Regions from separate parts of the Sus scrofa genome. Here all the other regions are linked to region 1. A link is a contact called in public Hi-C data. All regions are on one chromosome and are shown on one strand. Each heading gives the region's core, a stretch centred on a gene start, on an enhancer-like site or on the middle of the called end of the contact. The rest is flanking DNA. Distances are from core to core; before and after follow the strand shown.

The links. Hi-C and Micro-C count contacts between places; a contact is called where the count stands out from the background.
Region 2: a contact with region 1 is called in a Hi-C map of embryonic fibroblasts, with 2.1 times the contacts expected there. The contact joins the enhancer-like site here to the promoter of SPRY2 in region 1. A contact is called at or near these places in 4 of 47 Hi-C or Micro-C datasets (embryonic fibroblasts and fibroblasts) and 2 of 2 datasets of contacts at active chromatin or transcription factors (alveolar macrophages and skeletal muscle).
Region 3: a contact with region 1 is called in a Hi-C map of brain, with 10 times the contacts expected there. The contact joins the enhancer-like site here to the promoter of SPRY2 in region 1. A contact is called at or near these places in 2 of 5 promoter capture datasets (fetal liver and liver), 5 of 47 Hi-C or Micro-C datasets (brain, embryonic fibroblasts, fetal skeletal muscle and 2 more) and 1 of 2 datasets of contacts at active chromatin or transcription factors (skeletal muscle).
Region 4: a contact with region 1 is called in a Hi-C map of embryonic fibroblasts, with 5 times the contacts expected there. The contact joins the enhancer-like site here to the promoter of SPRY2 in region 1. A contact is called at or near these places in 5 of 47 Hi-C or Micro-C datasets (embryonic fibroblasts, fetal skeletal muscle, heart right ventricle and 1 more) and 1 of 2 datasets of contacts at active chromatin or transcription factors (skeletal muscle).

Annotation. Positions count from the first base shown.
Region 1 is chr11:52,154,812-52,162,465 of Sscrofa11.1, reverse strand. SPRY2 (protein sprouty homolog 2) reads left to right here and starts at 3,700. Exons shown (of 2, transcript XM_001927097.5): 1 at 3,700-4,205; 2 at 6,975-7,654. The coding sequence starts at 7,026.
Region 2 is chr11:51,941,426-51,949,079 of Sscrofa11.1, reverse strand. No RefSeq gene overlaps it. Among named protein-coding and RNA genes, the nearest start is that of SPRY2, 210 kb to the left of the region's middle. Within about 2 kb of position 3,744, at least 15 of the 83 cell types and tissues checked have an H3K27ac peak or open chromatin away from gene starts, as enhancers often do. A contact at or near this core is called in alveolar macrophages and embryonic fibroblasts, where this site is marked.
Region 3 is chr11:52,002,737-52,010,390 of Sscrofa11.1, reverse strand. No RefSeq gene overlaps it. Among named protein-coding and RNA genes, the nearest start is that of SPRY2, 150 kb to the left of the region's middle. Within about 2 kb of position 2,645, at least 45 of the 83 cell types and tissues checked have an H3K27ac peak or open chromatin away from gene starts, as enhancers often do. A contact at or near this core is called in brain, fetal liver, fetal skeletal muscle and 2 more, where this site is marked.
Region 4 is chr11:52,022,326-52,029,979 of Sscrofa11.1, reverse strand. No RefSeq gene overlaps it. Among named protein-coding and RNA genes, the nearest start is that of SPRY2, 130 kb to the left of the region's middle. Within about 2 kb of position 4,224, at least 11 of the 83 cell types and tissues checked have an H3K27ac peak or open chromatin away from gene starts, as enhancers often do. A contact at or near this core is called in embryonic fibroblasts, fetal skeletal muscle and skeletal muscle, where this site is marked.

The DNA.
Region 1 (7,654 bases), core at 2,451-4,950:
TGGTTGAAAGATCTAAATTGCTACTCTTGGAAGGAGTTTACAAGGTTGTGTTCTGGGCCATCTTTAAATATCAATACATAAATAAGTTGTTGTCTTGGTTATAATACTAACAAAACAACCAACTAATCAATATTCTTCTTTGTCTCAAGAATATATCACATCACTGTGAGATTATCAAAACTAGGGGGTCTGAACACAATAAGGCCAAGTGGTTTGGTCAATCTCACATACATGCACACACACAAAACGGATCTAGAGTTGTATAAAAGTACACTCTCCCATTTCTACAACATAAGTCAGAAGTTTAGATGAATGTATACAACCTTGAAAATATCTGATTTAACTTGGCCAACATACCCACTAGTAAAGAAGCACCTCCAGATTGTCCCTAATGACGCCTTCTACCAAAGACTGGAGGGGGCAAAATTCACATAGGTTTATACACTGCCTTAATTAAAAAAAAAAATGAGGATAATTACAGTTATAAAGTGAAGTAAATCCAAGTAAGTGAATACAGAAAATTAAATCAAGGCAGAGATGAGATCCCAAATGTACCACACATGGTCCTGTTCAATGGCCAGGAGTAAGAGGGCATGTTACTTGGTGCCACCTGAGAACTTAGAGGCGAGTACTGGTGCAGCAGACTTTTCCAAGGATTTGGTATTTTTCAGCATCAGATAAACAGGAACATGTGTTCACACATCAGGGTTGCATCTCTAGAACTCTCCAAAACCAGATTAAAAATGAGCTTCACTGTGAAGTTTTACATAACATTCTTTCAAAATTCTAAAGTATCTTCCAAAATGAACCTCAGTTATAATTTTGGAATGTAACACGAGAATCAATTTGGGGACACATTACAACAGCTGCACCAAACACTTAATTATATATGCGTGCGCACGCATACGTAGGGACACGATTCCTCTTTGGAACTACAACTAAGTAAATTCTAGAGGCATAACATAACGCTTTATACGCCACGTCCAAAAAATTAATAATGAGTTGAGTAATAATAAATCAAATAGTAAGGAGTAAATTAGAATCCAACAGATTCTCGTTTTTATCTCGTGCTTAAGGTAGAAGTTAAATGTTTTCCCAGCTTGCCAGCGGGAGGCTTGGGGGTAGAGGAAGAGCTAGATTACAGGGGATTCCTTCTGGCTCAGGAAAGATAAAGTATAAATTCCTAGATTCTACCCTATTGACTCAATACAAATAGAAGGTGCTCTAGGCAGCCGGAAGCTCCTAATTTAAATTCCATTTTATGCTTTGATCCAGAAGAACGCATATTCGCAGAGTTCCTGCAGGGCTGGGAAAAGAGCATGGGCGCAAGGGCTCCTTACAAAGCAGCCATTGGGTGCAGGGGTGTGAGGAAGCCAAGAGAAGTTTTCTTTCACGTGTTCTGCCAGACTCAGGCAGCGTGTTCCCGCCAGCCTTGCACACCCTGGCTTTGGCCTCCAACTCCGTCCGCTCACTAAAAACTGGGGTTCCTCTGCCCCTGGGTGCCTCACCTCATATTCAAACGGAATGTGTCGAGGAGATGGTAAGGAAAGCCACCTGCCGTTGCACTTACATTATAAATGTCTTTTTATTCACTGGGAAACAGCCGGCCCTGGGTACATCTTGGAAAGCAACTCCGCCGGCCCTCGTCCAGTCCTGGGGAAGAAAGCAGCTCCAGCCCCGCGCCGGGCGGGCGCCCCCTGGTGGCCGGACGGGCTGGGAGCGCAGCGGCGCCTGCGCTCCTCCGAGGCTCGAAAGACTCCAGTGTTGGGAGAGCGGCCCGGGCTGGGGAGCCCGGGTCGGGTCGTCCAGTGTCTGCAGCCCCCTCGGGCGCCGCTGAGCAGGCGGATGTAGCCCTGTCCACCCTCGCCGGAGGGGTGGCGTGGGGCGGGGGGGGGGGGACGTAGGCCAGCGCCCGGAAATAACGCGTGCCACTTCCCTTGCCACCTCTGGTTCCAAACCCCGGTTGACGAGGGAGAGCGCTGGAGAAACATGGAGAAGGCAGGCCGAGAGCATAGCGCGGCCGGGAACGCGCCGGGACGTTCTAGAACGAGAGCCTGGGAGAAGGCAGCGAGTGCCAGGGTAGCTGTAAACGGATGTGGGATGGAGCCGGACCCGGGGAATCTAGCACCACGTTTTCCTAGCAGTGTTTCAAGAACTCTAACCCTCGCAGGTGCTCTTCGGGAGCTTTGACCGTACTTCCCTGTAAAGTAAAACCTTTCTGTAAATCATTAGAATCCAGTATTAGGAGTGGGTCGGGGAGGGAGGGGTGTTAACTCCCCACTGATGCTCCCACGTGCAACGTTTCTTAGTAAATGAACGGCAGTAGTAGGAGTGGGTCGAGGAGGGGGGGTGTTAACTCCCCACTGGTGCTCCCACGTGCAACCTTTCTTAGTAAATGAACGGCAGTCGGCACAGTGCTGATGTATGCATTTTCTCTCTTTGTATTATAATCTATTTTTTAAGTAGGAAAGTACAGACCACCTTCAAAAAGGACAATAGGATCTTCTTCGAGAAATGATCTACGTGACAAGGAGAGTTGGCAATGAAGGATGACTCTTCTTGGTTAAGTGGAGGAGGAAAGATGCAGTAAAACAGCGGGCCCCCCTCCCATTTCAGAAGCCAGCGATGTCGCCCTTAGTAATCGCGTCTGTGTGTATGACTGAATAAACTAATTGTAAAGAGGCCTAGATTGTAGCATTTCCTTCGGCTATAGCGTCAAACAAAACAGTAAGGAAGAGCTTCAAAAAAGCCTCCATCCGTAGCTCGCTCCCTCTTCAAAAATAAAGTCTAATGTTAAACGAAAAACTACAAATCGACGTAATCAAAAGCAAATCCCGGCAAGAGCAGAAGGTACTTGAAACACGAATCTGCATTCCGTTCCTCCCGTACGCGGCTCTGAGGTGGGGGAGGCGGTTTGTGCTGGTGCCTGGTGTATAATCGGGTTAATCCAGTAGACAAAGAATAAACCAATAGCCCTCCCACCTCACTTCCCTCTCCCCTTCCCCTCCCCCTTCTTCTCTCCCCGTCGCCCCCTCGAGGGGGAACAGAAAAGGGGAGAGGTGGGCTTGCAATGGATTCCGCATAAAGTCGCAAAACCTGCAACTTGCTGTTTTTAATGCTAACGCTGCCTGGCCCGGATTCGTTTTTAAGGTTCATTCCCTTTTCCTAGTGGCGGGGAGAAAGTTCCCCAAATCAGCGGGAGCCACGGCTCGTCCTCGTGGCCTCTGGGGAAACCTTAAGGTCAGTGTTTCCTTGAAACTAGATAAACTGACCCCGCCGTGCCCAGCCCGGCCCCGCGGGCACCCCGCGTGACGGCGCCGGGGCGGTAGGACCGGCCTGGGGACGCGCGGGGCGGCGTGGTTGCCCTTTTGAATGCCTCCAGCGGCTCGGAGCGCTGGCGGGCGCTGGAGTGTGAGTGAATGTAGCCCCGCGGAGCCAATGAGCTGGGACCGGATGCGATATATCCTCTGGGACAACAACTGCTCTGTTCCGCCTCGGATCCACATGACGCCATTTACTGCTGCCGCGGCCGCCGCAGAGCTCCCTGCCTCCTCCGGAAAGGCTAGGGCGCAGGCCAACAACGAGCCCCCCCGGTCAGGCCCCAGACCCTCCGCCTCCTCCTCCTCCTCCTTCTCCTCCGCCTCCTTCGCACCCACCACCCCGCCTCGGCCTCGCCGCCGCGCCTCCACAACGCCCAGTCTGCACTGCCGAGAGCTGCGCGCCGCAGCGCGAGCGGAGGAGAGGGGCCGGCGGAGCGCGCAGCGCCCAGGCCCCCGCGCCCGCCCGGCCCGGCCCGCCGCCCCGCGTCCCCGCGCCGCCTCCGCTCCGACGCGGACGCGGCTGCAGGACTTGACCATCTGGCTTTAGGTTCTCTGTAAGGCCTCTTTTCTCATTCGTTCATCTGCCAGGAAAAGACAAGCCGTTGGCGCTTCGGCCTCCAGTTCATTGAGAAAAAAAGAGGAAATACTCCGCGTGCGCTTCCAGAAGGGGGGTCGCCTCCAGCCCCGAACCCCGCAGTGTTCATCGGCTGGGGACTTGGCTCCGGATTTCCTCTCCTTTTCTTGTCCCGCCGGTTGCTCGGAAGTTGGACGGAAGCAGAGTTTGGAAGGAAAGGGGAAAAAGTTTGCATCGGGGCTGGATTTATTTGCACATCGCAGGAAGAAGAGAATCCAACGGAGAGGGGTTGGTGCAAAGCCGAGATCACGGTGAGGCGCGTTTGGCTGGCTCTTCCCCTCCTGGCGCCGTGGCCGGCGCATTGTGGGCAACATGGAGTAGGTGCAGCCGGACCAGGAGTGGGGTCTGTCTCTCCTCCGGCCTCCCTTTTTCTAACTCCACAGGTTCCCCGCAGGGATCCCCGGAGCTGCCCGCTGATCTGGCTCGCCTGGGGCTCGGCCTGCCCCGGCGGGGGCTGCAGTGCGCGGCTGGCACGGGGTCCCTGGACCCACCGCCCTAAGCGCCCGCGCCCTGGGGGGGTTGGGGTGGCCGACTGCTCGCCGGGAGTCGGCTCCGGGCGGTGCACTGGCCGCGAATTGGGCGCTGAGAGCGGGAGGGAGAGGGAAAGCACTTTGTGTTTTCCAGGTCGCTGTTGCAGGCGCCCGCATTTCTAACCTGTTCCTCTTCGGGGAAAGCGAGTCCTGGGAGAGGCTGTCTCAGGGCAGGGACGCCGGCGGGACCGAGGGCTCGCCTCACGGGGGCAGCGAGACCCCGCGGGTGAAAAAGGGACAGGGTGCCGGGTTGGGAGGGGGTTCTCTGCGCGGTGTGGACAGAGGCGAGCAGAGGGCGGGTGGGAGCGTCGCCCAGCGTGGCGCCGCGTCTCTGCGGTTCGGAAGTGCAGCTCTCTCTTTTTTCCGTTCGCCGTGGTCTGCCTGGGTCACGCTTTTTTTATTTTTGGAAGATTGGGCTGACCCAGCAGAGGAAGAAAGTCCTAAAACAGTCGCGAGCGTTTTCCATTCCCTGAAAAGAGGTATTAAAAGAGGCTAGCTATTTTTTTTCCCCTTTCCTTTGATGAGTTGATCAACTTTGTTGTTGCTGCTATTTTTTAATTTGGAATCTTGTGCGTTTTTACAAAGCGGTCACTGTGTCGGCTCGCCCCACCCTTGTGCTGAAGTCTTTTCTCCCTAATCCTAAATCTAATCACACACTGTTCTTAATGGGGGTTTCAAAGCTCTTTCAAAAGCGGGGGGCGGTGAGGGAGGCGGGGGTCTGTGAAGGAGGCCAGGGATCAGGAAAATCAGTTTGGTAAATATCCCCAAAGATGCTACTTTCCCCCTCAAACAAATCTGCGCGGAAAGTTTCCAGCCTAGGGATCTGGGTCTTGCATGCCCGGGGGTGGGGGGGTGCAGTGGGTTCCTGGAAAATGTCTTCTTTTTTAAAGCAATTTTTCTTTGACTCTAAGAAACATATTCATATGTGACTATGTGTGTATATTTTTAATACATGGGTATTTGCAGATTGCAGGCACTGCCCCTTCGGTCAGCGCAGGTAGAGTCGCCCGTGGTGCTAGGATTAGACCTCGGTATCCTGGCTGTGTGTCCAAGGCACGGCTTTCTACCTCGCAGTGCGGGTCTGGAAACCGGTGCCCGAAGGTCGAGGGCTTTGGAGGGAACGTCCTGCCATGGGCTGCGTGACCTCCGCCGGAGGGTGGAGCGGCTCCCACATAAAGCTGCCAGGCAGTTCTCTGGGGTGGGGGAGATTCTGGCAGCGGAGGAAAGGAGGGGGAAGCGTGCCCTAGCATTTCAGGGCACTCCCCTTCCGAGGCGCGGGGGGGTGGGGTGGGCAGCTTAGCCCCGGGGCTCCGAATGTGACCCACCTGCTGGGGACGGTGTTGGGGCGCAGATAGAGCCTGTAGCCGGAGTAAAAGCAAAGAGCAACGCTGTCTTGTCTGCCTTTCTGTTGGAACTGAGATCCAGTTGCCAGCTTTTTTTCCAAAGTGGAAGGTGTGTGTCACCTGCCTGTGTCTCTTTTTCTAAAAAGCAGACACTGGGTGAAAGTCCACTTTTGCAGACTTGGCAAAGAGGATGGTAGTTTTGAAATTTATAGAGGGAGGGTCATTTAAGGGGTTACTTGTCAGGATGATAGATCTGAGACGTGACATTTGAGTTTTTAGAACACTTCTTGTTATCACCAATCGGTTTATGTTCTCACTAGGTTTTTGGAAATGGGCAGAGCAGTTGAGATTTGGACATAATTCATATCTAAAACAGGGAGAACAGTCTTTTAGTTACATAATTTAAGATGTTCTCCTAGGCTATCTATCAGGTTGTAAAATATGTGAGTCACAAGTTGTTGGGAAGTTGAAAATAAGTTCCTGTCTTTTTGTTGCTCATGATGTAAATTTGCTTTATTGTGTTCCTGGCACTTAGCAGGATTTGAATTGATAGGTTTTTAGTTCTAAACTTTGTGTTACTCTATAGTTAATGATAGTGCTTGATTATTGTATAAAATGTGTAACTATCCCTTGGAGGGGTATTTACTTTTTTGCATATCGTAGTCATCCTATGGCATTTTATAAAGTTAGATAAACCGTAGTTCTAGGTGTTTGATGTAAAAGAACCAAGAATTTCTTGGCTGTGTTTATTGCTGCTTAAGGCAGAAGTGACCATGTTAAATGTAAGCTTATTTCAGAATTTGAAAAGGTGTTATTCAGCTTTTGAAAATGTCAGTATCAATGTTGTATTCCAACATTACTTTGCCACAATTTTTCCATGGAACCTGAACTGAGTAAGTTGCTTATATGATTGAAACAAAGGTCACTGCTTTGTGTCACTGCATATCATTAGAATAAAGAATTGTCAGCACCTGGCCATATTTTTTCTTTTGGGTTCAGATGGCGATCCCAATACCTGCCCTAGACAGCTGCTCCATTCCAATGCTGTTTCTCTAGGGGAAGTGGGGAGTGAAGAGTTAAGTCAGGTGGGTGGAGAGTGGGAAGTATCCCGGAGTGTAAACCCTCTCTTTCCTCTTGGCTCCCACAGGAATTCAGATGTGTTCTAAGCCTGCTGGAGTGACCACACTTCCAAGACCTGATGGAGGCCAGAGCTCAGAGTGGCAGCGGGTCGCAGCCCTTGCTGCAGGCACCCCGTGACGGTGGCAGGCAGCGTGGGGAGCCCGACCCCAGAGATGCCCTCACCCAGCAGGTACACGTGCTGTCTCTGGATCAGATCAGAGCCATCCGAAACACCAATGAGTACACAGAGGGACCCACTGTGGTCCCCAGACCCGGGCTCAAGCCTGCCCCTCGCCCCTCTGCTCAGCACAAACACGAGAGACTCAACGGTCTGCCCGAGCACCGCCAGCCTCCCCGGCTCCAGCACTCGCAGGCCCACGTTTCTGTGAGGGCCTCCCTGTCCAGGTCCATCAGCACTGTCAGCTCGGGGTCTCGGAGCAGTACGAGGACAAGTACCAGCAGCAATTCCTCGGAACAGAGGCTGTTGGGATCATCCTTCTCCTCGGGGCCCGTGGCTGACGGGATAATCCGGGTGCAGCCCAAATCTGAGCTCAAGCCAGGTGAGCTTAAGCCACTGAGCAAGGAGGATTTGGGGCTGCACGCCTACAGGTGTGAGGACTGCGGCAAGTGCAAGTGTAAGGAGTGCACCTACCCGAGGCCTCTGCCATCAGACTGGATCTGCGACAAGCAGTGCCTTTGCTCAGCCCA
Region 2 (7,654 bases), core at 2,495-4,994, 210 kb after region 1:
TAGCCTCATCTGAAGGCTTGACTGAGGGAGGATCCACTTTGAACTTCAGTCAGTGGTTATGGCAGCATTTGTTTCCTCACAGCATTTGGACTGAGGCCCCCTGTCCCTTACTGGCTGTTGACTGGAGGCTGCTCTCAGGTTCCAGTGCAACAGGCTTCTCCCACATGGTAACTTGTTCATCAAAGCATTGAAGACAGGAGGGTAACAGAGAAAGTCTGCTAGCAAGATGCAAGTCACAATCTTTTGTGATCTAATTATGAAAGTGACAGTTCAGTATCTTGACTATATTCTATTGCTTAGAAGCAAGTCCTGCCCGCATTCAGGAAGAGGGGATTATAGAAAGTCCTGCATTCCAGAAGCAGGAATGACCAGCGTTCATCTTAGAGGCTGTTAATCACACCAACCACTAGAAAAAATTTAGAAGAGGCAGAAAAATTAAAAGAAGGTTATCTGTGTAACAGAAAGCCAGTCACCCATGTTTATATTACTTGTTTTTGGTCTAGTATTGGCTTCACGCCTAAGTTTAAAAAAAACAAAAACGAATTTTGTGATCAGGTTTTTTTTTTTTTTTTTAACTTATGCATGGAAGCCAATACTAGACCAAAAAGAAGTAAATCCCACTTTTTAAAAGTTACCACTAAGTTAAATTAAATTAAGTTTACTTAAATTAGATATTAAAATTTAGTGTAAAGATGTTTCTATATTATTATAGCACTTTCTCATTTGCATTAGGTCCATCAGATGATTCATTATCCTTAAACATTCCTTTGTTGCTGGTATTTTCTAATTATTTTCCCATTACAAATAGGAACACTGAGCATCTTTATGAACTTCTTTTTTTTTTTTTTTTTTAGGGCCACACCCACAGCATATGGAGTTTCCCAGGCTAGGGGTTGAATTGGAGCTGTAGCTGCCAGCCTACACCACAGCCACAGCAACTCGGGATCTGAGCTGCGTCTGTGACCTACACAGCTCACAGCAATGCTGGATCCTTAACCCAGTGATCGAGGCCAGGGATCGCACCTGCATCCTTATGGATCCTTGTTGGTTTCCATAAACATTGAGCCATGAAGGGAACTCCTGAACTTTTTTTTTTTCCTCTGTGGTTTTGCATTTCCTTCTAATGGAGTCTCAGAAGTAGTACTTAAAAGTTGAGTTATGTAAAAACAATCTGATTAATATTCACAGTAATTTCCAATATTCCTACTACTAAAATACTATGGTGGCAGGTAACAGAAGACTCCTGATCCTCGCTACGAGGGAGGTGCTATCAGAGATGCTATCTCAGGAGAAAGCCAGTGAAAACATGATAATGGAGGAAACAGAAGCATAAGAGACAGTTGGGAAGGATGACAGTTTGCTTTAGGAAGACCGAGTAAACAGGGAGTAGCAACCATTGAACAAATGCGAGGCAGTGGATGGGAAGCCGGTACAGCCCTCCTTTGGTAGCATGGGCTATTGGGTCCAGGACCCCCACTGATAACATAATCTGTGGATGCTCAAGTCCCTCATATAAAATGGCACAGTACAGTCAGCCCTCCATATCTGTGAGTTCTGTATCTGCGATTCAACTGAACACGGATATGGAGGGCTGACTAGACGTAAGAGAATGGACAAGAGAAATGATGATAATTGGGAAGGAAGAGTAAGCTATCCAGGTAGATATTCAGGGACGGGTCTGATATTCAGATACTGGTGACGAAGGGGACACTTGGTCACTGGGACAGGTCAGAAGCCTAGCTGCTAGATCAGAACAAGATTAAACAAGGTTAATTTGCCATTGACTAATCTGACCTATGAAATAGTGCTCTTTCAATTTCCCTTGACAAATAAAGTGTTGTTCCAACATCTACAATTCAACGGAGCCTTCTGATTGGGTTTAATTGGAGAGCTGAGGAATGGGGGTTAGGGAGCAATCAGAGACTTTAGCATCATTTAGGATCACTTTGTATGACGGGAACAAAGAAGCTGTGAAGTGTAAAGAAAAAAAAAAGAGTGCTCAAAGGAGTATGCAAAATTTTGTGAATCAGAAAGCAAGAATTATCTAATGATTAAGAAATCTAATTTTATTTATTTATTATTTATTTATTTGCCATTTCTTGGGCTGCTTCTGCAGCATATGGAGGTTCCCAGGCTAGGGGTCTGATCAGAGCTGTTGCCGCCGGCCTACGCCAGAGCTCGGGATCCGAGCTGCCTCTGCGACCTACACCACAGCTCCCAGCAATGCCGGATCCCCAACCCACTGAGCAAGGCCAGGGATCGAACCCTCAACGTCATGGTTCCTAGTCGGATTCGCTAACCACTGAGCCACAACGGGAACTCCAAGAAATCTAATTTTAATCATGTCCTTGTACAGATTTTTTAAAATTCATCTTAATTTAAGAAATGAGAAAGAAGAAGAAAATGTCCACTGTATATGTGGACTTTGCACAAAATATTATTATGAAATTTATCCCGGGGCTAAAGAAAGGGAAACTGGAATTCCTGTTCTGGTGCAGCAGAAATGAATCTGACTAGGAACCATGGGGTAGAATGTGCTCTGAAAAGCAAAAAAAAAAAAAAAAAAAAAGAAAGAAAGAAAGAAACTACTTAGTGTGTTTAGGGCTCAGATGGCAAGCAAGAATCAAAAAGAGCTTTATATATTGGTCAGTAAACTAGCTAGAAGAATAATTTAATTTATTAATTTTATTTCTCCTAAATGAGATAAAAGAGTTGTGGCAATTATAATTTCACTTCTCTCTGAATAATTCTTGGGTAGAAAAAATAAAGCACTAAGAGAAAAGCCCCCCCACCTCCACCTCAGGGACAAGGTTAAGAGCCAGAAACCAGTGATGAGGCAGCCTTTGTTGAGAGCAGCAGAGCAACATGATAAAAGGACGGAGGCTAAGGGTTTGGGATTCCCGCCACAGCGTTTGGATGCTGCTACAGGTATTCCTAGTGTCCAATTCAGCGCCAGGATGCTTGATAACATTTTATTAAATGATGTTTTAATAAATAAGTTCTTTTTTTTTTTTTTTTCTTTTGTCTTTTTGCTATTTCTTTGGGCCGCTCCCGCAGCATATGGAGGTTCCCAGGCTAGGGGTCGAATTGGAGCTGTAGCCACTGGCCTACGCCAGAGCCACAGCAACGCGGGATCCGAGCCGCGTCTGCAACCTACACCACAGCTCACGGCAACGCCGGATCGTTAACCCACTGAGCAAGGGCAGGGACCGAACCCGCAACCTCATGGTTCCTAGTCAGATTCGTTAACCACTGCGCCACGACGGGAACTCCTAATAAATAAGTTCTAATGCCATATGTTATTCAAATTACATATATCCTTGATCCAGTCGGTCAAATTTAATCCGTGTTAGGAACTCTCCTCATTCATAATTTTTCAGCACAGTCAATTCTCAAAGTCTAAATGAAAAAAGCATCCTCATCGTGGCTTAAGAACAACTGCATCATACTTGTCCTTATACCCAACCTTGACTAATTCTCACATGTATTTCAGAAATATGAATAACATCTTCATGCAATTCATATAAGGCAGAGAAAAAGAGGTATCATTATTTCTGTCTTAATGACAGATTTTGAGGTTAAGGTGACTCATGAACAGCTGAGCAGCCAGTCAGTGGGAGAAACCAAAATAGAAATAGAACGGAAACGCCTCCACCGCGCCCCCCACTCCCCCACCCGGCTCGCTAGCGCTCGGAGCTGCAGGGCAGCCGCCCCGGGGATGGAGCGTGATGCCCGCGGAGTGAATCGGCAGCGCTTCCTGCGAGGAAACGAGCTGCGCCAGGAAGAGTCCGTGGGGATCAGTGAGCACGACTCCCTCTCCACCTAGCAGATAAAAACGGAAGGCGAGAACTCAGAAAAGCAAGCCTCTAAAACACGGAGCTCGTTTTACTGGGAGGAGGATGATTCATTCACCTTTCACTGAGTAATTTTCAAAATCACCAGCCAAGTCACCTAAACTAAATAATTTTGACGTCCCAAAGAATGTAACTACCCCATATGTTTTAGATGGACCCTGTCCAGCCGCTTTTACCTCCGCGGGTGGCGGGGGGTGGCGTGGGGGAGGGCGGATATCTTTTTCAGCGGGTTTCTGATTCTCTTTACCTACGCAAGAACAGAGTAGGAAGGCACGCTGTCATCACAGATCTCTATACTTAAATTACTTAAAAAAAATAATCAACAATGGACTAGAGCAGGTGTCAGTCTTTGACTTGCAAAGAAATTATTCTTGGACTTCGTAAGGAGCTTAAAGGTCATTTTTAAAACGTATTTAAGTATATATATACATATGTATTAACACCCCCCCCCAAAACGGCCCTGAGTGGATGAATTTAAAATGACGTCTGTGATGTGTTTGATAAAGTTAAGATGCACCTCTCCGTCCTCCATCCAGTTCAAATAATCATGTTGTCCAACGCAAATATGAGTTTCCAGTAAGCGAAGTCATTCCTTTTCCTACAGCTCTGAAGCTAGAGGCCTGCACGTCTATCTCACTGAGGCTGCTTTCATAATTCCAGTGGGCTGGGTTCGAAGAGAAATTTTAAAACTGTTTTCCTCTTAACCAAGTTTTGTTTTTTTTTTTTTTTTTTTTTTTTTTTTTTTTTGCCACAGTACTATAGCTTACAGCAACCCACGCCTCACAGGGAGAAAAAGGTAATTACTAAAACCTTTGCTTAATTCACCAGAAAAGTTCTAAGACTGTTAGAACTTTATTGTTTAATTGCCTCCCACAGCCTCACTTCATCGACCCCACTTGATCGATTTTTTTCCTCTGCTGTGTGCTAGTGCCTGTGGTTCTCTTCCTTATCATGAATTTTGAAGCTGAAGTTAAACTTCTAGAATTTATGCCCTCCAGTGTCCAACTATCCCACCTCCTCTGAAGAATAAGCATGAGTACAAAGCAGTTTAGCCACTGGATGTGAGGAGAGGCGCTTGTGAATGAGATCAACACTTGTAGAATGTAAGCCAGACCCGTTAAACTCGAACGTGGCCATAAAGAACCGCCTGAGTCTGATAGAAGGGATGTCAGCCAAAACAGAAGGTTCTTGTGGTGAGACGGGCTGATACGGTCAGGCTGGAAAAACCTCTCCACTCCTACCTGCGGGCATCTGGATTCCACAGGCTTGCAAATGGCAAGTCACTAAATAACGATTCCTTAAGAGTTTTCTGTGTGCTAGGCAGAGCCCCTGCACGTGGCATGTGGCTCAGGACATGATGATTTCAGTTCCTTGAGCAAACTTAGATAAAATCAGGGGGAAAATGTTTCCCTGCTTATCCTGGATACTGTCCCATGAAAGCGAGGTAGTGCAAAGTTTTCGAGGGAGAGTTAGTATAATGGGACTCTCTTCCAGTGTAATCTGGCTGGTAGGAGGTTCCACAGCCTCCAAGGTTTTCACACTCCGTATATTTGATGTGTACCAGCTAAGGAGCTAAGAAGACACACATTTCCTTATTCTTTGGATGAGTCCAGTGGAAAAATTATATTTGGCCACTGGATCCTTTTTAAAGGCTCTCTATCCACCCAAAGTTTGATGGTAATTTACTTCTCCCTGGAAGCTATGAACATGGTGTGGTTCTTGAGAATTTTTAATAACTTTAGTTAAGACTAGGGCTGAGCCTTAGAGAAGTTGGGTGTATCTGGAGTCACTCCAGTACAGGAAAAGGATTGGGGGGGGGGGGGGGCAATTGTGTTGCTTTGTATTCTGTCCCGCATGACTTTGCCTAACCTGAAATTTTGCAAAGCCAACCTGGCACCAACTGAGTACTCTCACTTCTGCTCATCTCAATGGGGAATCTAATGCAATTGTTGAAGTGCCAAAAAAGTGGCATTCTGTAGATGGAAGCTGGCCTTTAGAATGAAATGTTCTCTGCAAAGATAAAGCTATCACTGATCGACCTCTAGAAATCTTTACTCTGGCATCCATGATACCCTCCAAGAGGCTCTTGGATGAGATTCGGAGTATCTAGGGAATATCCTGAAGTTATATGTCCAGTGATACCATAATATTCAAAAAGGTGTAAGTGACCCAAATCTATTAAAACTTAGCATATAGAATTTTCTTATTTCATTTTTACCTTTTCTCATTTGGTTTTTTTCTACCTAACAGTTCTTTTCCATTATTTCTCCCCTTGCCATTGCTTCTCCCATTCAGTTCAGCCTTTTCCCACAAATGCTTATTTTTCATGCATTCATTCACTCATTCAACAAGTATTCACTATGGTGCAGGTCCTTTTCTCAGTGCTAGGGTAAGAATAGTGAAAAGAAAAATAGGACCCATTGCCTCAAGATACTGGATGGTCTAGTGAGGGGAGATGGTCAAAAACTAGAAAACAAATAAACAATTTCAGATAGTGCTAAAAAAATAAAATAAATACCCCCATGGAGCACAGGTGTGTCATTTAAGGGCCCAAAATGATAAGTGGATCCTAGATATGTTTTTTAAGAGCTGTCTTACAATTTGGACATAGGGCATGGTGGAGAGAGGTACCAAGGATTTTATCGTGAGCACTTAAAAGGATGGTGATACTATTTTCTGAAATGGAGCAAACAGCTTTGGAGGGATAGAGGAAAGAGAGAAGCCACAATTCTCTTAACTTTGAGATGTGACCGTAGGTGCTGGGGGCGAAAGCAGGGAGAGAGTTCCCCGTCTGGTAAGTCACCAGCCTACGGGCAGCCTTTAAGTTAGTGGGCCTGCGTCCTGTCCTCTGCAGAGAAAACCAAGGACAGAGAGTTTGGAGGTCAAGTAGATTAAGGGGAAGGGCCTGCATACATTCTTGAGACATGAACGGCTATGTATACTGTGAAAAATAAATGATTACTTTGTGCCAGACATTTAAATACATACATTCCTGCCCTTGAGAAGCTTGGTATCCACAAGTGGAAATAGAAACAAACAGATAATTTCAGTATAGCACGCTAAGGACCTTTTTTTTTTTTTTTTTTTTTTTGGTTGGTTTTAAGGAATGGGTTGTCTCTAGTCCTTGTGTGTTAATCTAATTTATATACATATAACTGCCATAGACATATAGATAAAGACGCAGATAGATAGAGTTCTGGTCATGTTCCCGCCCTTCATTTGTTCAAGATATGTATTAGAGTATAATCTATTCCAGGCACTATTTTAGTTTCTGGAAATACAACTGTGATATTGTGTAGTCAACAGCATCATGCTTTAGTGGGGGAAATAGATATTTATGAATATTCATAGAAATAATTGAAATTACAATTGTGGTACGAGAGATAAAGGGTAAGCATAAGGCTTTTGTAAAGGCTGAAGCTGCCTTAGTCTGGCCTCCTCTAACTGGGAAGTATCATTTTAAACCTCGGCTTGAAGGATGCCTGGTGGAAATTCAAGAAATTGTAGAGTTCCTGTTGTGCTCAGTGGGTTAAGAACCACACATAGTCTCTGCGAGGATGTGGGTTTGACCCCTGGCCTCACTCAGTAGGTTAAGGATCCCTCCAGCCTTGCTTTAAGCTGCGGCAGAGGTCACAGATAAGGCTCGGATCCAGTGTTGCTGTGGCTGTGGGGTAGGACGGCAGCTGCAGCTCTGATTTGACCCCTAGCCCAAGAACTTCCATATGCCGCAGGTGTGCCTTAAAAAGGAAAAAAAAAAAAAAAAGTCATAGGAGTCAAGATGAGTAAGAAGGGGGAACAGT
Region 3 (7,654 bases), core at 1,396-3,895, 150 kb after region 1:
TGCCCATTTATAAGTCCTCTTTGGAGAAATGTCTTTGCACATTTTTTTAGTCGTTTTTTTTGTTTGTTTGTTTTGTTTTGTTTTCAATTGGGTTGTAGGAGTTCCCTGCATATTTTGATATTAACCCCTTGTCAGATGTATGACATTTGCACTCCCATATCCATTGCAGCATTACTCAAAATAGGTAGAACAACGTAAATATCATAGACAGATAATGGATAAATAAAATATGAGGTATAATGGATATAACTGCTATATATGTCTGTATATGTATACATATAAAATATTATTCAGCCATATAAAGAAGGAAATCCCGTTACAGGCCACCACATGGATGAACCTGGAAACATTACACTAAGCAAAATAAACCAGTCACAGAAGGACAAACACTGCATGCAAGATTCCACATATGGGAGGTACCCAGAATTGTCAGACTCATTGAAGCAGAAAGTAGAACGATGGTGGCTGGGCTGGGGGAGGGGAAACGGGAGTTGCCTGGTATTCAAAGGGTACAAGATTTCAGTCAAGAGGATGAAAAAGTTCTAGACATCTGCTGTCCAGCATTGCACTTAACGGTACCGTACTATATACTTAAAAATTTGTCAAGAGGGTTGATCTCCTGTTACGTGTTTTTTAACCACAGTAAGAAACCAACCAAACAAAACAAGATGAAGGAAAAGATGGGAGCACTAAAATATAAAAGTTTGGGCTTAGTAGATGCAAACTTTTGCATTTGGAGTGGAGAAGCAATGAGATCCTGGTGTATTGCACAGGGAACTATATCTAATCACTTATGATGGGAAATGATGGACGATAATATGAGAAAAAGAATATATATATATATATACACACATATATATAAAACTGGGTCACTTTGCTGTACAGCAGAAATAGACAGAACATTGTACATCGACTATAATACATTTTTTTTTTTAGAAAAAAAAATCTATTCAACACAATGGTTGACCATTTCTGAATACAAATCCACCCTGGAAGACAATTCAGACCATCACTCAGGGCCTGTCTTTGTTCCACTGATAGGCAGTTGGGGCAGTGACACCAGGGGGCCACCTGCTGAGAACTGGGCCCAAAAGTGACCAGAGGTGGAATACATGCAATTAACCTTTGCCCTCGTGGCCAGTCACCATTCCGGAGGAGCAGATTTGGCTGGCTCTCTTCAGGTTCACCTCTCCACACCCTCAGAAAGTAGCTGCATGAAATTCAGCTTCTTTTTGGAGGGGGTGGGTATGCATAGAGGTGCGCGTTCTGACCTTCTAAAAACGAATTAAGAAAACCTCTTTTTCTTTTCTGGTTGACAGTCGAGGCGATCTCTGGTTTATGAGAGTAAACTCGGTTACATTTTTGGCTACCAATGACTGGCTCTCTGAGGAAAGGCAGATGGACAGGACTTGGAGTCCGCAGAAATGTGGAAAATCTGATGAGGAAGGTGTGGGCCCGGCCAATGGAAAGCGTTTTGGTGGGTCTAATGATTTTGGGAAAATCTCTGCAAGGCTGGAACATTTTGCCACACATAAGTGGTTATTTCCTTAGCCTCTTCTCCCTTCACTGAGGGCTCTGTGTAGCCGATCAGAGAGCAAGAAAACTGAAAAACAGCCCCAACGTGGGTTTGTCAGGAGAGAGATTTCCATTTAGGTTTTTCAAGTGTGTTGCATGTAACAAAGCCTGTATTTCTTTTTCATTGCAAATGAAATCTGCCTCATTCTGGTTCATTTAACTCTTGGAAACATAGTTTAATATGTTCCGAAAGCCCTTTGAGCCCTTTGAGAGAGCACTGTAAAGGCTTTCACCACCGCCCCCCTTCTGTAGAAGCAGGAAATCAAGTTCTGCCAAATGCAAATGAGCTCAGACTCCAAAAGGCCAAGTTTCAAACTGCAGGATGCGAGAGGATTTCAGACAGCGTGGCCTGCCCGCACGATATCTGGGGGGTCTGAGGAACAGCAGAAGGTCATCGTGACATATTGAAAATCCACGATTTCAGAAACACTCATCCGCAGAGCACGTCCAGGCTTAGTGGGTTGGAAGAGCGTTCCTCCCTTTTCGTGGTGGCTTCAGAACCCCCTCTCCCAGAGAGTTGGCTAGACCCCCCCCCCCCCCACTTTCTACAGTTGTCTACATTCTGCTTTGGAAAAGAAAGGCCTCTCTTTGATCCCCATGTCATAGCTGAGCCGGGCTGATTGCCTCAAAAATGGCACTGGCTTCGCTGGAAAGAAAATAGAAGCTGGTCCCATTAAAAGCAACGGCAGCCCCTCCAAGGGTTAATGGAGTCCGTTCCAAAGGAGTTAAGCAACCCCTGAAAGAGGATAATAAATGTGACACTCTCAGACTATCAGTAGCAAATATTTGAGCTTATCAAATAACGGAGGAAGTAGTTTAGTTACAAATAAACCAATCTCTCATAAAACAAGTTTTCACACAGGGTCATTTCATTGAGCTGGAGACAGCCTAGAGGCCACTCGGAGGCAGAACTCCCACTCTGTGTACACTGGTAACAGCCCCTCGTGATTAATGGACAGCCAGGGGGGAGGCTGCAGCCCGCAGCTCTGCTGAGAAACCGAGCTGGGCTGCCTATCAGCAGCACAGCCATAAACAGCATCTCAGGATTATTGCGAGGAAGTGACTCATCCTCTGGGAACATAGCTGGATTTGTGCTCCCTCTCCCTCACCACCCGCCTTCTTTCTCTCCCTTTTCCCCCTGTATAGCAGAGACCATCGTGTCCTAGAAACTATAGTAGATGTCACCGCTTGGCACTTGCTGTGCAAAGAGAGGACCAGTATGTGGGTGTGAGGGGGAGGCGGCATGCTACTCTTAAAGTAACAGCGACGCTGCTGGCTTGGGGCTCTATGGAGGCTGTTGTTCTACCGCCTCGGAAATTGGTTTGTTGAAGGCATCTCATTTGGAGTCTAGAAAAAGCACAAATGCTGTGTTAGGATGGAGAAAAAGAAAAATCAGAACTCCTTGTTTCAAACTAAAATTCTCATTGGGATTAATGAGGAATAAGACATTCCTTGGCATGATTTGATGAATTTAGCATGTAAGAGGAAAGAGAATGGTGGCCAGAACCTTGCGATGTGAATGTCACCTCTACCAAAACAGAAGTAGGCATTCTGATATTGCTATATGATGATATCATTGAAGGTTTGTTTTCTTCCCCCCCTCTCCGGATTGTAAAAATAAAACATGTAGATGATACGACATATAGAAGTAGGAATATAAGGCTGAAAAGTTCAACCATCATCCCACCACTTGAAGGCAACCATCATGAACACTTTGTATATTTCCTTCCAGCATCTTTAAAAATAGATTGTTAAGACCTTAACCATATGTAGAATTTTGCTTCTTACTATTTTCAGCCAACATTTTAGCATAATGATGGTCTGTCTTGTTATTTGATCTTTTCCTATACCTAATCTTAAAGCTGCCAAAGGCTTATTTTTTGCAACTTTAATGAACATAGGGCAGTTTGGAAGTAAGTCTAAGTTCACGCTAAAAGCCATATTGGCTCTATTTTTGAGGCATATTTATTTATTAAAAATTATACTTGATCTGTTTTTAATAAAAATGGAAGGCGTATTTATTTATTAAAAATTATACTTGATCTGTTTTTAATAAAAATGGAAGGGAAAAATTCTCTGCTATTATTCTCATGGTTAACTCATTAACTTTTGCCTTTAAAATGCACATTCTGGCAATTGAATTTTCCACAGAACTAGAAGAGAATCAGTCCTGATCCTGGAGCCTTCTAATGTACTTAACCCGCTAACGCCCTTTCCAAATGCACGAGCCCTCATTGACCAACCACCTTCAGATGTCAAGAGGAATTAAAAAGTGGAGGCGTAACTTTGCCATTAGCCCCCTCCCCACCTCCACTTCTCACAGTACCTGCATTTAGATGCATTTTGTTTATGGGGCACAATCTGGAACTACTTTTGGATGATCATTATCTTTTCTGGGTCCAGAAGCTGGACCCATTTTCCTCCGAATCAGCCTCGGAGCCATGAGACATTCTGAACAGTAACTCCACTGTGTCTCACCAACAATGCCTCTGCCTTTCTCTGGTTTAATCTGGAATTAAAGTTATGCTGTGAGTGTTTGCAGAGAAAGATGGCACTGAATTCACTTCAAATCGGCAACACGCCTTCTTGTGTAAGGCATGTCCTTTCCCTCTTCCCAGAACAATGCTCACAAAGGGTTAAAATCCTGCAGTAGCTCTGTCCATGGGGGCAGAAGCTCCCTGTTCCCAAAGCCTGGGATTCAGCTCTTTCCAAACAGGATTCCTCTAAATTGCCTTTAGTTGTGATCCCTCTGAGACTCACACTGAAGAACAGAAAAGAGTCTCTTTCTAGAATAAAATCCAGCCTACCTAGATTTTTTCTCTTGCCTCAGAATAGACGTAATGGAGAAAGATAATTGAGAAGGAAATTTTGAATGCTGTTTCTCTTTGCAGAATCCAAGCTGAATGTTAATAGCCTTCCATACATCTAGTTATTCAGTCAGAACTTCCTGAGAAAGCAAATCCGAAATACTCAGGCATATTGTATTTGCGAAGTACTAAATCTTACGGTTGTGTCTCCTTTCCAGATTTTCTTTTAAATATCTAGGAAAGTCTGCAAGATACCCAAAATTTGGACTGTGGATTTGAAGAAATACTAATATGTCGCTACCTTTTTTGGGAGTCAAGTCATTTGCAGTTAGTAGAAACACTTATATTGAGTAACTACTGTATGAAGAGGAAAGTAAATGAACATTTTTTAGCACATATTTAATGTGCTAAGCTTTATATACACTCAGATATTTAATTTAACCCTCACAACAATTTAAGTATTTTTATCCTCATTTTATCAGGTAACAAACCAAACATGTGTACCCAGTAAAGTCCGGAGGACCAGTTATCTCAAATTCTATAGTCATAAAAGAGAATTATTCACTTTTTACAGGCAAAAATGCTTTCAGTAGCATAATGTATAATATTGAAACATAAAAACGGAAAGTGAAATCCAATGAGACGGAGAATTCTAAAAGAAATTCTAAAGGTAAACTTATCTAAAGATACGACATTGTTTTCTTCTCTAGAAAATTCAAAGTTGGAATTTCTAGGGAAGGATGAAAATGTTCTACCACAGAGTGAGCAAAGAAAATGAAGGGAGAGTCGAGGATATCCTTTTTGTACCGTAACCTGAGGTTCCCATCAACCCTCTTATTTTCCTTCTCCTAATGAATGAACACTCACTTTCCAGTTCCCCTGATTATTGGTCTCACTCTTTCTGGGTCATCTGACCCAATCCTACTTCTGCATGGTCAAACCCCACTTCCGTTATTGGAGCAGAAGACACGAGGTACCTTGGAAGGGAAGTAAAAGAGATAAAACCTGGGGCCAGAGAAGAAAGCAGTGGCGATCACAAGAGCAGCCCCTGTTTATTGAAGGATTTCTCTGTGGCTGAGGTTTCGGCAGGTGCCTTTCCTGTGACTCTCACAGCCATGTTTGGTGGTGGAGGGCCAATTCTTCTTTGTTCAGACTTAATATTGGACAATTATGCTGGTCTACAGCACTTGCATTTGGCCAACTCAGCTTCAGCCTATGCGTGTTTTTATTACAGGAATAATTTTTTTTGTCCACGCCCATAGCATGCAGAAGTTCCCAGGCCAGGGATAGAACCTGCGCCACGGCAGCGACAAGGCTGAGTCGTTAAGTAGGCCACCAGGGAACTCCCAGGAATGATATTTTTTACAAATATTAAACCTGTATATTTAAATTGCTTCCCTTAAGTAAAATTTCTTTCAAATCATTTCAAGGCTGAGCTACAGCCTATCACTTCAGGTGGGATGGAACAGGGACCTGATCCAATAACAACGCAATGGGCTTGACAGGCAGGCTCTGTGGAGAGCAGCACTGGGATTGGCTAAGTCCCTGGACTATACCTTTCCTCATCGCCTTCCTTCTCCAGTACCCTTCCCTGTACATGAGCACACACTCATCTTGACATTTCACCAGCAACACCAGAAAGACCTCCATCATGGGTCCTCCAAATTTGTAGAGAAAGTATCAACGTTGCCTGCTAAGGCTTAGCCTAGAGGCTGGCATTTGGAAGGAGGGAAACAGTGAAAAGGGGAAAAGCTGTCTTTTTCACTCCAGGGGATTATGAGAAGAGAAAGGAGAAACATTAGTCTACGAAAATTTGCATTCCCTAATATTTTGGTTTTAAATACATCCCACCTCTCTGTTGAAAATGCATCTTTTGAGATAGTATCTATCAGGCAAGAGTGGAGCTGGTTCTGCATGCATTTTACATGGTATAAAAAGCCCAGTGCAAAGGAAGGACAAACACACGTGGAAAGCGAGAGCATTGTGCTCATCTAGCACTCATAGATGACGCTGCTTTTAAATATGAGCGTTTAGATTCCCTCTGGGAGTCCTTCAGATGGACTTGAGCAGGTGCTGATAGACACTAGGAGAATCTTGGTGTTGACTCTTTAACCTCCAGCTGTCTAGAGAAAACTGATAAGATCAGAATACCAAGCAAACTCCTAAAACTTTTATTTCCCTAGCTCATTTTCAAAATGGGTCTTAGTCTGAACGCTCCAATGAATTCCTGACCTTGTTGGCATCGCAGACAGTGGTACCCAAAGGCTAGAATCAGTGGCTCCCATGCACTGCAACCAGCTGGTGAGCTCTGAAAGGCACCTCAGCCCAGGTCTGAACCAAGACCCATGAAGCCAGCACCTCCCGGGGGTGGGGTCCTTCTAAAAACCTCTCCTGGTAATTATAACAAGCAACCAGGGCCAAGAATGACTTGGTTAAGTGCAAATTCCTATTGTCTATCAGTGGCATGCAGTTCACTCATGGGCCTCTGCCTGAGTCAGTTATATGTAATTTTATTTGCTATTATTCAGGAAGATTTTGAGCACAGAAGCATATTTCCTTTCCAGAAGGATACATGGTCCATTTATTTTATGTTAAAGGAGAAAACTATGACAAGGGCACATATTGAGGCAAAATAAGTGCTGCTATCCATTGACACGCAGGCTCTGAGGTGTGTAAGGAGAGCTGAAAGCAGGGCTTCTCAACCTGGGCGCTGCTGATGTGTCGGGAGATAATTTTTGTGGGGGGGAGGGACTCTCCCATACCTTAGAAGATGTTGGGCATTACTCCTGACTCACTAGATGCCAGTAGCACCCCCTCTCCCCATGGTGACAAAGAAAAAAAAAAAAAAAATGTCTCCAGACAATAGAACAACATCACAGGGATCCAGACATTGGCTTAAGAGAGAGGGAAGAGGTGAAAGGAGGCAAACACTAATCCTGGGGGTTAATCCATTACAGTCAAAACCGCTGTCAAGATAAGGAAAATTTCCAGTCTAGCCATCTTTGACAGCTACTTCCTCTCGAGAACCTTTTCTCTTTCATGGTGACAGTCCCTGGTTTTAAGGAATGCAACTGTCTGTAACTCAAGAAAGTGAGGTGTCAAATCGGGGACCGTTTCAAGCGTCAGGTATGGTCTGGAAAGAAGACTTTAAGAGGGGGTGGAATTAGCAGCAGCCTCGGGTTTTCATAATTTCACAAGCCTTCTTTTCTCGCCTCCTTCCGCTCACTCTCTTTCGAGGTGACAAGCACATGTATAATGAAAACCAACCAGGC
Region 4 (7,654 bases), core at 2,975-5,474, 130 kb after region 1:
TTTCTGTCCCAACAGATTTGTTTGTGTTTTCTAGTAATTTACATAAATGAAATCATACGGTATGTATTATTTGCCTCTGGCTTCTTCATGCAACAGCGTGACCATTCTCAGAGTTATTCATTTGTTGTAACAATGATTCATTTCTTTTTCTTGCTGAGAAGTATTCCACCATATGGATGCACCTTTTATCTATTCACCTGTCAATGGACATGTATATTATTTGCTGTTTTTAGTTGTTACAAATTTATCTGTTATGAATATACATGTATGAGTTTTCCCCTGGGCTTAAAGTACTATTTGAATGGCAAGATGGTGTTTAATATAAACTTTGATTATTTAGGAATTTTATAGGAAATATCTGTCTCATGTAAGAGCAGTTTCTGTTTGTTGATTTCTTGGGAACAAATAGGAGGATGATGCACATAGCATTTTCCTGAATGCTGTTAATCCACAGACTCATTTCAAAAGAATGTGCAACATTTTCTACCTTGGATATGTGAGAATAAAGTTCTTAATTTGAAATATAAAATTGCAAATTGACATACATTTTTTTTTTTCAAATTACAGAGCCCTTTGTAAAAATTTGATCAATACTTATTCACACTCCAGGCTATCATACTCCCTTGACGCATGCACTGAAATCCCTTTGACTCCAAAGAATCTGTGCCCATAAATTGAGAAAAGAATATATGCAGCAATTGTATTAATTACAATAGAGTTATTGTTCACATCAAAAAGCATTTCACTGAGGCTTTGCCTGGTGGGTCAGCATTGACATCTTATTTGCCCTTTGACTACTGAACTTAAAGGAATATGCATTTGTTTCCAACTACATATTCTGGAACCTTCTCAGGTTAACTTGTACTGTTGTTCCTAGGAAGTAGATATAAACTCAGATATATAGTTATTGACTTTCTGAGGGTCAAATGAATTTAGTCCTCAATTTCTCCTTGAAGCTCTTTAGATTGCCAAGAAGAAATATAGTTTCAATCTCTCTCTTTCCCTTAAGTGAAAACAATGCTTTCCTCACTCAATGATGTTAGGGGTAATTCTCTAGTATATATTTTATTTACATATTTTTATTTCCTATTCTAAACTTCCTGACTCGTATCTTTGCTTGGCCAGAAAAGCAGAGTAATTCTCTATAGGTCTGATAGCTATTAACTGCTCTAGGGCAGCAGTTCTCAAACTGTTTGTTCCATGTTTAAAATTATCAAGAACCCCAAAGCACTTTTGATTATGTGAGTTACATCTACCAGTAGTTAGACCATTAGAAATTGCAGCTGAGAAAAAATTGAAAGTTTTCACTTAGTAATTCATTCTAAAAATCTATTACATGCTCAAATCAATAATGTCTTTACCAGAAAATAATCGGTCTCTAAAGCCAAAGTGCAATGAAAAAATGTAGTGATATTGTTTTACATATTTGAAAAATCTTTTTAATATTGAGCGAACAGTCAATGTCTCATATCTGCTTCTGCATTTCATCTGCTGCAACAGCCCATCTCATTGGGGAAACTTCTCCCAACATTAATGAGAGAAGGATAGTGAAAACATAAAAAGAAAAAAGTCTTAGTATCATTATGAAGATAGTTTCAACCCTGCAATCCCCCTGACATACTGAGAGATTCACTCCCAAGAGTTTCCTAGATAAACTTTGAAAATGGCTGTTCCAGTCATTGCTGTAGTCCCCACATGTTTTATTAGCAAATACATGTGTCCAATACAAATATAGTTAATAGAAAGTGGCCTATGTGGACTTTTTTCCTTTATCAAATTTTTATAATTAATTATAACTAATATAGCTAATTTATTGGTGACAATGAATTTTTAATGGGCTCTATTGTTGGATATCTGGGTATATACATACAAATATAAATACAGACATGATCAACAAGATGAGACAATCTCTGTGTAAATGCCTATCATAGAAATTTACAGCATATGTTGTAATAGACGTTCTTATGAGATTAAAATCTCTTTGAGGGCAGCTGCTGTGTCTGTCCCCAAATGCAGTCTCATTGCCCAACGCCATTCCTGGATGCCTGTTCATTACAACACGTGCTGAATAAGATAGATGAAGAGTAGGAGTTCCCGCCATAGCTCAGTGGTTAACGAATCTGACTAGCATCTATGAGGACGCAGGTTCGATCCCTGGCCTAGCTCAGTAGGTTAAGGATCTGCTATTGCCGTGAGCTGTGGTACAGGTCGCAGCATGGCTCGGATCCTGCGGTGCTATGCTATGGCTGTGGCGTAGGCCAGCAACTATTGAACCCTAGCCTGGGAATCTCCAGGTGCTGTGGGTGAGGCCCTAAAAAGCCAAAAAAAAAAGATAGAGCAAAGATGCTCCGCAGACTTCTTGGTGATGAATCTAACTATACGATGTGACTCTAATACCTTTCTGACAACATTCTTTCCAAACATAGAGGTGACAACCCTTAAAAACTGAAGCGCGCAGGCATCCAAGCGCAAGCTGGCTAGTACAAGCTGCCTCCACCTCGGCTGGCACAGAAGCACAAGTGGCAAGGGGGACTGCCAGGCCTGGCAGGACCACGCCCCAGGTGGCCTTGGGAGTACTTTTCAAGAGAACAGTTTCAGAGTGTAACTAGAGGTCAGTTCCAGCAAGGTCCTCCAAATGCAGCAAACCAGACAAAACAGACCTAGGATGAGCTGAAACAGAGGTCAGGAAATGGCTGCATTAGTGGAGTTGCTGCTGTGGCGCAGTGGGTTAAGGATTGGGTGTTGCTGCACCTACAGTGTAGCCTGGGAACTTCCATATGATTTGAGGGGAAAAGAATCGGCTACCTTGGAAAGGAAAAGGAAAAAAAGAGGAGGCTGGACGATATATCAGGGCCTAGAGGGGGGATGTGGACAGATCGGGTGTATGAAGACAAGAGGGTGAAGATTAGATTTCCCTGGAGTTATCGTCCACTAGGTATGCTTTTATGTCCCTGCCTTTTAGAGACTAGGTCTCAAAAGACCAGCATCTCATGACGGAATAATTGATGATTCGTGAGTCTTTAACTTAATGACATTTGATGCCATATTATTACAGAACTACCCACTGTTCTTAGAGACTCTGCTGGCTTTTTCGTTGCTTCTTGATTTCACTTCTGATTTCTCCCTCCTTTCCTTCCTTCCTTTCTTCCTACCTTCCTTCCTCTCTCCCCCATCTTTCTTCTTTCTTTCTTTTCTTCCTTCCTTCCTCTTCTTCTTCTTCTTCCTTCCTTTCTTTCTTTTTCCCTTCCGTCCTTCCTTCCTTCCTTTTATTTGGCTTCTTAGGGCCACACCCGCAGCATGTGGCGGTTCCCAGGCTAGGGGTCGAATCAGAGCTACAACTGCAGGCCTATGCCACAGCCACCGCAACGCGGGATCTGAGCTGCATCTGTGAGCTACACCACAGCCCACGGCAACGCTGGATCCTTAACCCACTGAGCAAGGCCAGGGATCGAACCCACAACCTCACAATTACTAGTTGGATTCGTTTCTGCTGCGCCACAATTGGGACTCCATCCATCCTTCCTTCCATTCTTTCTTTCTCCCTCCTTCCCTCCCTCCCTCTTTCTCTCTTTCCTTCCTTATTTCCTTCCTTCCTTTCTCCCCCCACTCCTTCTCTCTCTCTTTAATGGCTTGTTCCTCTATCCTATATTGCTGGGTGCAAGTTTCAGGTCAGCCGTTACATTTGTACTGGCCCTGAAATCTAGCCGCACATCTGGTGTTTCCTAGAGCAAGTCCCTAGAGGGCTCCAGGCTTCTTTAGGCCTCCTGTTAGCATAGCATAGTCCTGACTCTACAAAGTGCATCATAACTCCTCATGTCTTTTCCTGGGTGTGCTCTTTCAAAGTAGAGTCATAAGCGCATGGAATTTCCTGAACGACTCTCAAGGGCTTACAATGACTGCAGCCAAATGTTGCGTTGGGAGAGTTTCCCAGAACAATATGAGAATATCTGTAGTACAAACTGTTGCAGAGCACAAAATGCTCAGTTTTATTAGTCACATATCATAGTTACTGTACAGCCGTCCCATGAGACCTCAAACTTAAGTTCAAAATGAATCTAACCCATACACGGTCTTCTCTCTGCGTTTCTACCACCCAGCTAATTTCAGCACCAGACCCCCAGTCGGAGAGAATAGCTTGTCCAATTGACACCATCCTGATCCTTGCTGCCTCAGAACCAGTGAGTTGCTACATCGGCGCCCCCCACCCCCACCTGCCCTCTTCCTCCCAAGTGAAGCCTTCATCCCTTCCCACATGAACTACTGCGATGCTGTGAACCCTGCTCAACTTCAACTCCACGAAGCTGCAAACGCTTGCCCTGCTGCCAGGGTAATCTTCCAAAACACATTTCCGATAATGTTCTTCTCTCACAATGTTTTCATAGCTTTGCATTGTTTAAAGAAATAAATTCCAACTTTAATAGCCTGACATCTGGTTTCTACATGCCTTTCAATCTTTTCTCTTGCTGCCGTCCTGTACGATGAGAGCTGGTCAAACCATCTTATCCTTCTCTGAGCTTATTTGACCTTTCGTGTCCTTGCGTACTGTTTCTGCTTATCTTTGGTGCTGTTCTTCCCTTTGCGTCTTCGTTCCTGCTGGGGATCTGGCGCTCAGTATTCATTTAATGATTGAAACAAGACGTGAACAAACCTACTCTTTCCTCATTATTTATTTGTAGAAGATGGAGAACCATAAGCTAAGAGTGAACACAATTAGTATATTTTGGATCGTTGAATACTTTTGTCTAGAGGTGGCTGAGAGATCTCTGTGAATCTGAAAGGGAAAGAGGTGTCTTGGATAAAACTTCCTGCTGCACCTCCCCCAGCCCTACCCAATCCCCATCTTCTCCTTCTTTCAAATTAATAGTTTCAGCTATTAATGGATGGATGCCTAGCTAACCACTACATTACCAGCCTCTCTTGCAGCTATAAATGGCCATCTAAGTATTAGCCAATCATCTGGGAACACAATGGATGGTACTCTCTGTGGGTTTACCCTTAAAATAACTAGATGTGTGCTCCTCTAGGCTGTTCTCACTTTCCATATGCCTGAGAGAGGGTGCAACTAGAATGCAGTCTTAGGTCTGCAATGGGGCATTAGAAGATGGCAGGGATAACTCCACCCTTAGAATATTCCTTAATTCTATACCATTAGAGCACTACAGTTCAAGGGCATCATATTATAGCACCTTAGCCTGTATCCTAACCCATACGCTTTCCTTTTTCCTTAAAAAATAATCATTTTTGTTCAGGATGATTATGTACTCAATTAAAATTCATTATCACCTCGGACCCTCCTGTAGCTCTAGCAGCCATAACATCCATTTGGGGCTCTGAGATACGACCAGGATATTTCTGAGAGGAGCTTCCAGAAACTGTCTATTCTCCTGATAAAAAGGAATAGACTAACATATGGCATGTTCCCCCCTTTGTCTTTGAAATTTTTCTTCTTGCCTGGGAGCCATTTATGATGCTGTTTTTGTACTGATTCCCTATTGAAAATTCAAATCCCTCATCTCACGATAGCTAAAACACTGTTAGATTTTATATTTCCTACATAGGACATTCCAAGTTATTGATCTAATGAATGGGTGCACATTTAACAAAAACACTGATTTGGAGATGTGCATTAGGCAAGACTTTGCTTTTTAGAACCACCCTGGGCTGATCACCTCGGGATTTCTAATCATTTAAGGAAAAGTAAAACTAACAAACAAATAAACTTGTAGTTAGGTTTCTCTTACTTCCAGATGAACTTATTCCCAATTAGTTCAATGGAAAAAAAAAAAAAAAAGATTTGGAAAAGGGTGAAATCATTGGCTCAATGAGATAGCTATACATAACAGGGTTACCGAAGAAAATAAACATAAATTTAGGTTACATAAATAGCAGTATATTTTCTGATCTAAGGGAGACCATAATTTCTATTGTACCTTCTTCAGGGCAAGACACAAGGCATTACAGAAAAGATTAATGTTAACCATTTTCAAATTATTTCAATTTCATTATTCAGTAAATCTTTTAAGATGACTAAATATGAATCAAACAAATTAGAAGTGTTTTAGAAGATCTTTTCAGGGCACAACTATTCCCTGTCACACCAGTAAAAAAGTGAAAATGAAAACTGTTTAGATGCAGTCCTCTTTTGAGAAATAAACCAAGGGTAAAATATGCATTATACTACTGGCTAAGCTTTCCTTATTTTTCTTGTCTCCCAGCAGTAGCTTCTGATGAATCTAGTTTCAAACTATGTCCTGAATTGGTCCACTTCTCTCCATCTTCATGTCTACCTTTCCCATCAAGACACCTGCAACAACCTCCTTGCTGGCTTCCCAGCTTCTATACCTGAGCCCAATGTTCTATAATGTTCATGGTACCAGAGTCATTGTTTAGAAATGTAAGAAGCCACATTATATCTGTATCAGTTGGGTTATGGGATTTGTTATAGCAAATAAGTCTGATAATTTTAACAATAGAGGTTTATTTTTGCTCATTAACCTGTGTTCCTGGTTGATGAGAAGCTTTCTTCCGGGCTAATTTTATCTTGTAACTCTGACAGGCTTAGGCTTTGGAGTCCTTCATTTCCAGCTCAAGAAGGAAGACCGAGGGTGGAAAAGGCATATCTTTTTTTTTTGAACTGGTCACCAGGGCCCACCCAGATGCTATGGAGCTCAGAGTGCTCAAGTCTTTACAGACAAGCATATGGTTTATGTTACAACCAGAAACACTAATCTAATCATAGCCTGTAAGTGATTTCAATTCTACTTCTGTCTTCAGCATCACTTTGTATTGCACTTCTCTGAGCACAATGATCTTAGTCCTCATTGACTTTCTTTCTGGACTTTGAACACAGCTATTTTCCACCTCAGGACCTCTGCACTTGCTAATCTGTGTACATATAGTGCTCTCCTCACCCATGTTTGCAAGGCTCTCTTCACTTTCAGATCTCAGCTCAAATATCACTTCTTTATAGAAGCCTTTCCCCAACATTTCATCTAAAGTAGCCACTGGCCTAATCGCCTTCAATGATATTACCTGGTTATATTACTATCGTCACAGCCGGTATCATCACATAAATTAATCTTACGTAATTACTTGTTTATTTTCCCTTCCCTTTATCTGCTAGAAGTGCAGGGACATTTTATTTCTTGTACTCTACTGTTATCTCCACTGCTGGTACATAATAAATGGATAACCAATTAGCGAATGGATAAATAAATTAATTAATAAAGAGAATTAGTTCTGGGATATTTTAATTTTTCAATTCTTTATGGAAATACTTGTTCTTTTTTTTTTTTTTTTTTTGGTCTTTTTACCATTTCTTAGGCCACTCCCACGGCATATGGAGGTTCCCAGGCCAGGGGTTGAATCAGAGCTGTAGCCACCAGCCTATGCTGCAGCCACAGCAACGCCAGATCCAAGCCGCATCTGCAACCTACACCACAGCTCACAGCAACGCCAGATCCCTAACCTACTGAGCGAGGCCAGGGATCGAACCCGCAACCTCATGGTTCCTAGTTGGATTCGTTAACCACTGAGCCACAACGGGAACTCCCAACGGAGATACTTATTCTGAATTAACATAATTAAAAACTGTTTTATGGCTGATGGATCAAAACTATTCTATTAAGCACCACATGGTACTCAGAGCTAAGTT